Regions from separate parts of the Mus musculus genome. Here region 1 is linked to region 2. The links are chromatin contacts, called in public Hi-C maps. All regions are on one chromosome and are shown on one strand. The core of a region is the stretch at or near the end of the contact, and the rest is flanking DNA. Distances in the headings are between cores, read along the strand shown.

Region 1 (2,702 bases), core at 101-2,600, 3.3 Mb after region 2:
CTCAGTCCTCCAGGAACTCTGATAAAGACTGCGGTAGGCAACTACTAGGGGGCACAGAATGAGAAGTCAGGAAATATTAACAGCAATTCATTATATTCTATATAACAGTTCATAATTATATTCCTTCCCAGGAGAGCTAGAGATGTATATTTAGCAGCAGACAGGGCCATGTCCCTCACAAGATTTGCTGCCAATACATACATCTGTCAGTTGATTTACATATAACAAAAAACAACTGAAGCTATAATTTGTGTTCATGATAAACATAGATTTGGAAGACATTTGCTATATCCTTCCTTTTTGCTTACTTAAGCACGGGGCAAATACAAAAGACACTACCAGAATTTGCTTAGAATTGAAAGTAGGGATTGTGGGCAGGGTTGTGAGTGTGTGAAACATTGCCATTTCTATTGTAATCCTGGAACCATCATTTTAAATTGTGAACTGCGGTTGTTGTGCACCAAGGAGCAGGAGCCTTTCCTGATGGGAAGGCATTGGCAGGAGGCGTCATTTGTCAGGGAAGAAAGGAGCATAATTCAAAGGGAAAGTTGCCTTGCCCAGCCTGGGAACTTAAAACAAATGAAACAAAACTCCAGCCTTTGATTCAGGGCCAGGGAAGCACTCCTGACCCTCCAGTGACAGGAAGTTGCCCCCACCATGTCTCGCTTCCTCCTTGAGGCGCTTCCTCCTTGAGGCACGAGACAGCTAATGAGGAGCCAGAGTTAGATGAGGGTGGGCGCAGGACACTGTCAGGGAGGTTTCGTGACTTGATTGTTTCTTATGTAGTCTGTGGTGGTCTCTGGAATGCATCATTCTCCTCACGCTCTCCCCTTGCTTTCTCTCCTGATCTCAGGCTCTGCAAAAGTACAGATTGCATCCAGTGTGTGTGTGTGTGTGTGTGTGTGTGTGTGTGTGTGTGTGTGTGTGTGTGTGTTTGCTTCTCCTTCCTGACATTCCCTGCTACTTCTTTGTTGCAATTTCTACCCTAGAGCCTCTCTTCACAAACTTGAATCTAACGCAGGCAGCAGGCACGTTATAATGAGTTACCCATTCATCCATTCCACTATCTTTTGAACAAATATTCATTTACAGCCTGTGATGGATGAGCTATTTGAGAAGGGAGAAAACCCAGTCTACCATGCACCCCTCTGCCGTCCACATTTCTAAGAAATTCCAAAACCTCTGCCCCTAAAACAACCATATACACTGTTTGCAGCTATGATCTAGATAGATATATAAAGAGAAGGTATTCCACAGAAATTACAAATCTATTCTAACAATGTTCTGCGCATCCTGGCTGGATGCTACCCTCCTCCTTTAGTAGCTAAGTAAAATGAACCAGCAGAGCAAATAGAATCTGGTGCCCATGGCAACCTGCATTGCTGCTTTGAACTTGTCAATCCGCCACAAGGAAATCACATTAATGGGATGTTTTTCTGCTACAAATAGCTTTTGCTTTCACATTTTAATTACAGTGCTAGATTTTTTTTAATCTCTAAATTCTTCAAAAACATGAGCAAGAGAGATACTAATATTGTTTCAAAAATGTTATTTAAGTTCTGCATAATTGGGGGAAGGAGACTAGATAGAAAGAAAGAAAAAAAGGCAATGCAGTCGTGTTCCCCTCTATATATGACATGGACAGGAAAAAGTCTTAAGCAAATAACCTTTTAGCTTTTTGTTTTTTAATTTCTAAAAATTGGTAAAACCAGAGATGACAATATGCACCTCACTGAAGTGTCAGGGCTAATGTCTGCAAAGTGGTAAGGACAGCATTACAGCTGATCACTTAGAACTGATGATTAATGGGAGGTAGGGGAACTTGGCTTTCAACTTGGCTCTAAGCTACCTCAGTCAGTCAGTATCAGTCAGCAAAGGAATTCCTTTTGGCTCTCTTTCATTACTTAAGTGTGGACTGTGTCTGGAGAGTTTATGAGTAACTGAATAATTTCATGAATATGACAAAATTACGCGAATTTCTACCACTGAGAAAGCCACAAAATGGGAGATGGCTTCTATGTGCCACTGTACCGAAGGGAAACTCCAAGGAAGATAAAATTAAGCAACAGCAACAAGAGAAGAACTCAGGGCATTTTACTTAAGCCATTCCACAGTTTCCTTCATTCTTACTGGACTAAAAACTGGGCATATGACACAGAGCGGTTAGAGACCACACTTGTGATGCAATTGATAAGCTGGTAGTATCTTTGTCTTTCTAATTATTATTATAGTCCTGGGTTGTTGTTGTTGTTGTTGTTGTTGTTGTTGTTGTTGTTTAGACAAATGGAGAAAGCAATCTATGCAACATTTAGGAGCCCACTTCCATGCTCTGAATTTATTCTCTTTGCAACCTATAGGTAAGAAGGATTATAAACACAGGCTATGACAGAGCTCTAGACTCTCTGGATCTTACTTTTCAGGAAGAAAGATTCAGTCTCCAGAATTGGCTGCTTTGTTTCCCGGCTTGCTCTTTGAACCCATTTTATTAAGGTATCATTGATACCCAAAGAACTGCTCAACGTGTCCAATCTGATGTGTACATCCCAGCTCATGTGATTGTCATGGCAATTGTCGACTACTTTCTGGAATATTTCCTAGGGCATTGTTGACTGGAGACTTAGACCAGCCTTAGAAGTTTCCCAACAACCACTGCCACCTGAGTAGGTCTTCTTAGTAGAACCATTCTCATAGACAAACCAGAG
Region 2 (3,022 bases), core at 113-2,612:
AGAGCAGAGAAAACTCCTTGTTTCTGCTCCAGCTAATTTCTCTGTTTTTCTACACCATCCTGGCAGAAGTCTGTAGCTGCATCTGGAATTGGATGAGAGCGAGTGGGATTTGGCTTGATTGGTTTATCTTTGCTGATTGTGTGATCTTCCCGAAAGGCCCAGGATACCTCCTCTGCGCAGCACTGATGTCTTGCAGAAATGATTTCTGAGTGCGTTTGCCTGAACCAGCTAACCAATTTTATTTCCCGTTGTCACTGGCATTGCAAGGGGATTTCAGTTTGTTTCATCTGCTCTAAGAGATCATGTGCCAGCATGGGAAACTCTGAAAGGCTTCCTTGATTAGTCCTGAGTTATCTGTCTTGGGTAAAATTTGAATCAGTATATATGTTACCAAAATTATAATAATGTATAATGCTGTAGGTTTCCACTTTTTCTTTTCATGAGTTAGGTAGAGCTATGTAATATTGGTAATTTTGTAGGTTAAAATTATAGAATATTCATTAGCTCATTTTTGTCTATTATAGTATTTGAACTATAAGTTTGTCTATATAGTAGGTTTTTAAATTAATATTTCTCCTTTCATTCTTATTCATGTCATACTGCCAGTCTAGCAGTATACACTTGTAAAGAACATCATACCTAGCGAATTCTTACTATTAATTTTCCCTATGTTTATTATGAGTAATTATTTACCATTTATATTTAATGTAAAACACCATTTCTTATTATGTTTCTTTCAGAAAACCTAAGACTCTGTTTCCCCTTTTCTCCTTAAATAGAGTTTAATTATTTGTTCCTAGGCTCATTATACCATATAGAAAATGTTTTGAGCAAAGAGTTTCATAAGGAGATAACCATCTCATTTTCTAAAAGGCATCCTACCTCAGCATATTATATCATAAAAATGGACTCTTCTCCCTTTCCAGAGGATGCTGTTTAATCATATTGGAGATGGGGCCTTGCCTCGAAGTGACCCCAACCTTTCTGCACCTGAGAAAGGTGGGTACCAGTCATCCACCCCTTGTAGGTCCTAGAATGTGTCAGGGTTTGTTGTGTCCTCATTTCCCCCAGTCTTCTGTGTGCCGTGTGGCAGGTAGAGCTCTAGACTGTTAATGATCAGGGTGAGTGTGATCTTTAGGCAATTAGTGAAAGGCAGTTTATCATGATCCATTCTCCATAAACTCCTAAGCTCTGAGCAAATTAGAAGCTCCTTTGTGTAATGGCTTTCTGTTGTTCAGCGAGCCCAGGCCAAGCCTGCTCTCCCTGAAGCAAAGTTGCCAATTAAGCCACTAGTTCACACAATGAAAGTAGCTACTCCTCAGATTGATTCCACAGACCCCATCCATTGTCTCCTTCACAAAGCTCATATTCAGCCAGCTCAACTGTTGTTGGTGGTCACTCACACAGGCTCTTGTACCATTAAATGCCATGCAAGCATTGCGATCAGACGCATAATGGAGTGGGGCCCGCCTCAAGGTCAAGCACACACAAATAAGATGCACACACCAAATGCATGCATAGAGCTAAGAAGCCAATTAGCAACACACAGACCAGGAAGAGCAGATTAAATGTCGCTTCCTCCACTGTGGGTGCAGGGACTTGCAAAGTCACCCGTTTGCCTCTCAGGGTCAGGCCTCAAAAATAGCAGTCTCGCAGGCTAATGAATCAAGACTCACTAATGAAATGTCCCAGTAAAGTGCACTTTAATTGCCCCCATTAAGAACTAGGCTGTATTACCATTTTGGTACACTGATAGATTAACATTAAAACTTCCCAAAGGGAGATGAAAATTAGTGAGGGCCTAGCCAAAATTATTTTAAAGCATGGAATTAGCTTTAATGTTGTAAGTCAAGCATTGATCTTCACCAGGAGAAACTAGGGATGTGCTGTTATTTTTACCAACTTTACTAAAGAAAACTACCCAGCAAATATAAAAGAAATAGAGAAAAAAAAATAATGTTTAAAATATTTCCACCCCATTAAATCAAAGCAGTAACTTGGAGGAATAAAACGTGGCAATTCTCACTGCGTCCGTCAGATGGCAGTATCTGCACGGGAAGCAAGCGGGAACGCTGGTTTTACTATTAGAAACTTCATTGTGGAGTGTTTCATAACCTTGTGTGTCCTGCCCTGCTTCCTAGCAGAGCTGTCTATATTCCTACACCGTGATGCCTGGAGCAGATGGATTGCAAAGTAACAATGACGTTATCAGCAGTCCAAGTGGTTTTCTCAGGACTTACTTAGTGTAATCTGTCCATTTGGAACTCATCCTTTCCTGACAGGACTGGTCAGTGTGGCACCCTCAACCCTGTCCTTGGTACTTCTGCCACACAGTTGAAATAAGAGAGTGCCCTTTGCCTCATCACCTCCTTTAGATGGCCATTTGTTCAGACATTTCTACAAATAGGCTGATGACTATATTTTCCATCTATTTCTCAGCATCTAAACACATTTGGAATTCTCAGCAGGTTGCTACTCCCTGGCATAGAGATTTGCAGTTCTGTTTGACAGCTTGAGGGAAATAAAGAGACCTGCTGTTACTCAATTAAATGTCAGCTCTGTTAGGTAACCAATTAGAGAGAGGTTTAATATTGGGGAAGTGTCCTGCTTGGTTACTGCTTAAGGTTTTGTGGTCTTTTTGACTACGTTCTGGATAATTCTGCCAGACTCCTAAGATCTCAAGCATTTGAAAGGCAAAGCTGGCTCTTGTGTGTTTAGCTGTGTTATTCCCTTCCAGCTGTGAATCCCACCCCTAGCAGCTGGAGCCTGGACAGTGGGAAAGAAGCCAAGAACATGTCGGACAGTGGGAAACTTATCTCTCCCCCTGTCCCTCCAAGGCCCACACAGACTGGTGGGTATTTGAAGCATTTGAATAATCACTTTCATATAATAAGTATATTGAGCATTTCAGTTTGCTAGCAACATCATTTGCCTCTAGTTGGCTCCTCCTTTCCCTGTTCTTCTGCCATACAGTCAGACAACAGTCCCTTCTAATAAGCCCCTCGGAAGAATTTGAGCATGC

The links. A called contact is a pair of places that touch in the nucleus more often than the background predicts.
Region 1: a contact with region 2 is called in a Hi-C map of cortical neurons, with 7 times the contacts expected there. The contact joins two enhancer-like sites. A contact is called at or near these places in 1 of 39 promoter capture datasets (hippocampal neurons), 1 of 15 datasets of contacts at CTCF or cohesin (pro-B cells), 114 of 484 Hi-C or Micro-C datasets (the 63-12 cell line, the AtT-20 cell line, B cells and 75 more) and 5 of 115 datasets of contacts at active chromatin or transcription factors (PVALB interneurons, astrocytes, bone marrow-derived dendritic cells and 2 more).

Annotation. Positions count from the first base shown.
Region 1 is chr12:44,175,836-44,178,537 of GRCm38.p6, forward strand. No RefSeq gene overlaps it. Among named protein-coding and RNA genes, the nearest start is that of Dnajb9, 33 kb to the right of the region's middle. Within about 2 kb of position 1,351, at least 22 of the 459 cell types and tissues checked have an H3K27ac peak or open chromatin away from gene starts, as enhancers often do. A contact at or near this core is called in brain, cortical neurons, forebrain and 2 more, where this site is marked.
Region 2 is chr12:40,835,704-40,838,725 of GRCm38.p6, forward strand. Dock4 (dedicator of cytokinesis 4) reads left to right here. Exons shown (of 53, transcript NM_172803.2): 50 at 927-999; 51 at 2,738-2,851. Among named protein-coding and RNA genes, the nearest start is that of Immp2l, 190 kb to the right of the region's middle. Within about 2 kb of position 1,363, at least 38 of the 459 cell types and tissues checked have an H3K27ac peak or open chromatin away from gene starts, as enhancers often do. A contact at or near this core is called in brain, cortical neurons, forebrain and 2 more, where this site is marked.